Linked DNA regions of Anas platyrhynchos: region 2 is linked to region 1. The links are chromatin contacts, called in public Hi-C maps. All regions are on one chromosome and are shown on one strand. Each heading gives the region's core, a stretch centred on a gene start, on an enhancer-like site or on the middle of the called end of the contact. The rest is flanking DNA. Distances are from core to core; before and after follow the strand shown. Region 1 holds the start of WDR19 (WD repeat domain 19). Region 2 has its middle 6.0 kb from the start of TLR1-A.

Evidence for each region. Hi-C and Micro-C count contacts between places; a contact is called where the count stands out from the background.
Region 2: a Hi-C map of liver shows a contact between it and region 1, with 4 times the contacts expected there. The contact joins the enhancer-like site here to the promoter of WDR19 in region 1. A contact is called at or near these places in 4 of 8 Hi-C or Micro-C datasets (liver, skeletal muscle and subcutaneous adipose tissue).

Annotation. Positions count from the first base shown.
Region 1 is chr4:56,150,325-56,153,072 of IASCAAS_PekinDuck_T2T, reverse strand. It overlaps WDR19 (WD repeat domain 19), which reads left to right and starts at 1,363. Exons shown (of 36, transcript XM_038178023.2): 1 at 1,363-1,590; 2 at 2,628-2,719. The coding sequence starts at 1,369. It overlaps KLHL5 (kelch like family member 5), which reads left to right. Exons shown (of 12, transcript XM_027457237.3): 12 at 1-1,213.
Region 2 is chr4:56,311,067-56,313,782 of IASCAAS_PekinDuck_T2T, reverse strand. No RefSeq gene overlaps it. Among named protein-coding and RNA genes, the nearest start is that of TLR1-A, 6.0 kb to the right of the region's middle. Within about 2 kb of position 1,387, at least 1 of the 8 cell types and tissues checked has an H3K27ac peak or open chromatin away from gene starts, as enhancers often do.

The sequences.
Region 1 (2,748 bases), core at 114-2,613:
TTTAGGGCCTTGATCCCTCTAAAATGCAGAGGAGTGATGCTATTAATGGATATGGCTCCACTGATATCATTGAGTCTATCTCTGGGTGAAACAAGTTCCAGGATTGAGCCCCATATATTTAATTTGCCTATAATAAACATGTTTTGCTATAGGTATCTGAACTATTACAATGCAGGCTGACAAACCAATGCAAACCATTGTAAATGGCAGGTGTAATGCTTGCCTTAAAAATGAAGTTGTGTATTTGGTGAATCTTTTGCACTTTTATCATCATTCCTAGTTTAGAAGACTTTTTATTTAACCAAAGCCTTATTTTAAATATTGTCTTATTATGCTAACAGAAATCTGCTATTTAATAATATCTGCAGATTTTTGATATCCAGTGTACTTTTTTTTAAAGGTTTTCCGTATGATGGAAAACATCATACCTTTTTCTCTACTTTGGTTCTTATATTTACATTGTTATTGTTTTTAAGGAAAAAGCTGTAAGCATGAGTTATTAGTTGAAAAAATTCTAAAGTGTAATTAGAAGTTAACCAGTTTAATAAGAGCACTTTGGAATTTTCAAAGCATTCCATTGCATCTAGACTAAGAGTCTACTTTGATTCTCTTTAATTGTATTTTACATGAGGCTTTGCACTAATTTGAGAAGTATGATTTTATAAGATGAAATGAAACTGTTGTCTGTCTGTCTGTTTTTTGTTTTTTTTTTTCTTCCCAATAAGATGATTTCAAAACGTAAACGGCCCAGTCCTACAAGATGCTCGACGAGCACCACTTAAGCATGTTCAGCATCTTAGAGGAGAGCTGTGTGCTCCTGGCAGGATTATATCATATCAGCCACCTTATTTAACAGTTAACTTTTTTCAGAGGCTTTATGATTTGCCTTGTCTGGCTCCTCTGCTCTGTCGCACAGTTGCTTTGGAGGGGCTGAATGTTTCTGACGGTCTTTCTGTATTTGCTTTTCTGTGCCTTGCTCCCCCCCGTTTTCACAACAGTAGGCGGTCGCTTGTAATGGAGGATGTGGAGATGTGAGCTCGCTGAATGTTTCCCAAATCGAAGCGCCCGCCACCCAAAGTCTTTGTACGTTTGTAATTATAAATGGACGTGTGTCAGTGCTCTCGGCCAACTATTTATTGGTTTAAAGGAAAGCGCCAAACTTTGTGACAAAACCTGCACTGTTTGAAACTGAATACAGCTGAACTTAAACTCAGTTTGGGCGGGCAGTGCCTTTTTTCTGTATTTTTGGGGGGTAACTCTAATGTTAATAATTGCGATTTTACAAACGGCCGTCCTGGCCTGCCAGCACTTGCGCAGTCTGCGCCCCCTACGCCGCCCCGTAACGCAGTGTGCGTAACGCACGACTCTATGGGAGCCACCGCCTCCGCAGGCCTCGCTTTCCCATTGGCTCCGGGGCGGGACGTGGCCCCGCCCACCGCCCTTGATTGGCTCCGGCCTTCTCCCGCCTTCCCCGTCTCCCTGGCAACGCGGACGCCGGGCGGGGTGAGGGGGGTCCGGCTCCCTGCTCGGCTGGGGGGGGCGGCGCATGCGCACGGGGGCGCTGCGCGGCGAGCGGTGGGCGCGATGAAGGTGAGGCCGGGCGGGGGGGGGGAGGGGGAGGGGGAGCGCGCTCGGCTGGGGCCTGAGGCGGGAGGCGGGAGGTGGGAGGCGGGGGGGGGGGGGGGGAGCGGGCGCCGCGCCCCTCATGGCCGCCCCCGGCGGCTCCGAGCCGTTACCGGCGGCCCTGGGGCCTCCCGCTGGAGCCCGTCCGTGCTCCCGCGTTAGTCATCGTTGGTTAAATGTTGGTTAAAAATTTGCGTCTTTTCATTAAACTCGCTTCCAATTGAACGCTGTTGTCGGGTGGTCTCTGTGCTCGTGGCGCGCGGCGCTTGTGGTGTTGCTCGTTTTGTTCGCTCAAACGCAAATTCCGCGTGAGGAATGCCTCAGAAGAAGGGGCAGAGACCTTTTGGGGAAAAAAACAACACAAAAACAAGCTTTCCTGCCCTTTGTGGGACGCCAGACAGTGGTGTTTAGCTGATGATGTGGGAGGGGAAAAAGTCCTAAAAGTTGTTGGGTTTATCCTACACCCTAGTCATGGAAAAAGTATGAGCGTAGTATGAAAGTTAAAGGAAAGTTAATAAACTCAGTGAGAAATAAAGTTTTTACAGTTTTTAAAGTTTTTACTTCATAGCCCCAACTTTTAAGACCCAACGATTTAGGGAGATCAAGATACTTACACATCTTTCAAAGGAGTAGATGTTGAGCTCTGTTTGAAGCACTGAAGACGCTATTTGGTCCAACACTTATGCATGAAATTTAAAGAATTAGATATTCCAGTCTTCAGACGTGAAGGGGGGAGTCTCATGCAATCTTTTGATTCCAGTAACACCAAGTGGAAAAAATGGTAGTTGTGGTGAGAGTCCCAGTAGCTCTCCATGCAAACACCCAGCACCAGAAACTTTGACTTTTCCAGCACAAACCAAAATACTTTTCTTTGGCGTTTTGGTACAATAGAATAGTACAATAGAATCATCCAGAAGTTGTTGTTTTTCTTCACGTAGAAAGTTCTGACATTGTTTTATGTTTGTGATGATAAGATGTGCAATTTCCCTCTCTTTGTTCCCCAGCAAGTCTTCAGTCTAATAGAAAAATCATGGTCTGGTTCCTCTGTGCAGTTTGCTTGGCAGAAAACTTTGGGAAATTTCCTTGCTGTAACAGGGTAAGATTACAAATATTTGTTGCGTTTAT
Region 2 (2,716 bases), core at 138-2,637, 160 kb before region 1:
AAGGGATTGACGTTTTCAGTTTTATGACAACATTAAAAAATCATATAATAATGTTAATCAGCTTGAAATTTTTAGAAAGAGGCAGTTTCTTCCCAACAATGCCTCAGATCTCTGATATTTTCCTTGCATCACACATTTTGTCGGTGTTGCTAAAACAGGACAAAACCAGAGGGCAGTAGGGTATGTTATTTTATATGGACACCATGTGTCATTTGTTTTACTGGCTGGAGATAAAGAGATTCTGTCATACTACTGGAGAGCCTTTGACCTACCAATGCAATGGAAGTATATACAGTGGTATAGACCAGAACAATGACTGTGACTCTCAAGCAAGCTAATTAAGACTTTACTCTGCACAGATGTGACTTTGTCTGACAAGTTTCTATTACTCCTGTGACAGATGCTTTGGATTTTGTGCCATTTAGCTGACAGAATCACAAACACTAAATATAAAACATCCCAGAGCTTAAAGTCTCTGAAGATGTTCAAAAAGGAAAAACTGACTTAATCTGGGGCTTTCTGCTTCTGGTCCCATGTGTTTCACCTCAGCAAAAGCAGAGCCAAGCGCAGGCCTGGCCTAGGCCACCAGGCTTTTTTTTCCCAGGGGGGCTATGGGACTACAGGCCGGAGGATGCCAGGGGTGGATTGTAACCGTCTTGTGAGCTGTGAGATCACTTCTGGCACAAAACTGAGGGCAGCCTGTGTCTTTTTAGAAACTCTGGTAGATGTCAAACACCAGCTAGAAGTTATGACCCATCCTCATAAAGATCCGGTAGGCCATGAGACGCCAAGCTCACACCTTCTGGTGTACTTTGCTGTAGGAGCCTATCTCAGCTCCAAGTCTCTGGATGCTAAACAAATATATAGCTGAATCTGCCTCTACAAAAATGTGTTTTCCTAGCAACTAGGGATTTTTAAGATAACTGTTCCATTTTCTCTGAAGTTATTTAGGTTTTTTGTCCTTCTCTAAGTGTCATTGCGTCCCTTAACTTTCTCATCTCCGTTCTTTCAATAATTTATATTTTGCCACCAGAAAAAGAAAAATTGAGACATCTAATGATATTTGATTAGAGTGAATGGTTATCCAAAAGTACAGAAAGGATGGTATTTATTGCTCCCCAAAACTGCTTCAATTAGATAATGGAAAATAAATCCTGAGTCAATAGGATCAGATATTCAAGGAGTGTGTTATCACAAAGAAGTATGAGGTAATCATGATTTGGGAGCTTTGACACCTCACCTGCAATTTGATCAGAGGGCCGGGCAGAGTTTGTGATCTGCTCTGAATAAACTCCATGAATATATGCTCTCTACACCCTACTTATTAGGAGCAAGCTATGGAGCACGGGACTGAATCACCACCACTGACTCAGCAGGAGAGCTGCAACCAGGAAGATTGTCTCCCGACCTGGGGAAATTCCCTCGTCTGATGTATTCCACACACATCTCAAGGGGCTCCTGAGTTTTCTGGACCAATATGATCATTTGTTTCAGTTTTGCTAGTGAAAAATGTGTGTATTTTCAGCATGAAGTGGAAAAATGTGTTGTACGTATTCTAGCGTGAGCTTTCAGTTTTAGGAAACGGTCGGTGATAATTTAATCGGCCACTGGGTGTCACCCTTTATCTGAGGAAAATAGCAAAATTTACGATGAAGAGATTGTACTTTAAGAAAATATTTCTCCACGCACATTTAAGAAATGAAGCTGCTACATCTGTCTCACCTTCCATCACAGAGTCTGATCCTATCACACAGAAACCTACTCAAAGATTCGAGATTGATTTTGTGTCCTTACAATGATTTTTAGCCATGAAAACACATTTAACGTATTCTCTATAGTTAAAATTCTGGTTTGACAAAACATGAACAAAGTCAATACATGATGTTGCTTTCATGTGTGCTTTCAGGCCTGTGATTGCAGTGACAGCAGTTCTTAAATTCTTTTTTATGAAAACAGATGTTAGTGTGACAATATTTCAAGAGTTTAACCAAATATTCATATCCTGTAAGTTTTGAAAACTCTCCAAGAAACAACTCTATGAACACGCTTTGCTTAATGAAACCTATGAAGGTTTATGTAGAACCTAATTTTCTACATTTGGTCAAATCAAAAAAAAAACACAACTTTATGAATTCACTGAACAGAAACAAGAGCTTTAGGGAAGGGGGAAAAAAGTTCCAACAGAGAAGTGATGAGAAACTCCATTAAATGTTAAATTAAAGAAGAAAAGAACCCCAAAGTCTATTTTACATGGATACAGGGTACGCTACAGTGTGCAAATAACTAAAATTCTTGGTAAGGGTATGAAAGATTTGTGAGGTAGGAAGGACAGAGGATAAAGGGCACTCACAGGGTTAATAACTTGAAACAATATACTTAGCAAACCTGAGAAAACAAATAATTTCTTTCACTTTTACTTATAACTTCAGTTTCAGAACAGTCTAAAATACGAGGCAATCTTCACAGGCCCAGAATACCACACACATTATTTAGTATGTTTAAAAAAAAAAAAAAAAACAGCTTGCTGACTGCATTATATTTATGGAGACCGGAAAGTCTGATTTGAGAAATCTTACTTCTTCTTTTCTCATTGTGTAGACAGGGCAATGTGTGCTCATTGCAAGATTTCCACTAATTATGAATGCTAGTCATATCCTTAGACTTTAAAGGTTTGGAGGGGAGAGGAAGAAGCCTGCTATTAGGGAGGAGAAGAGGT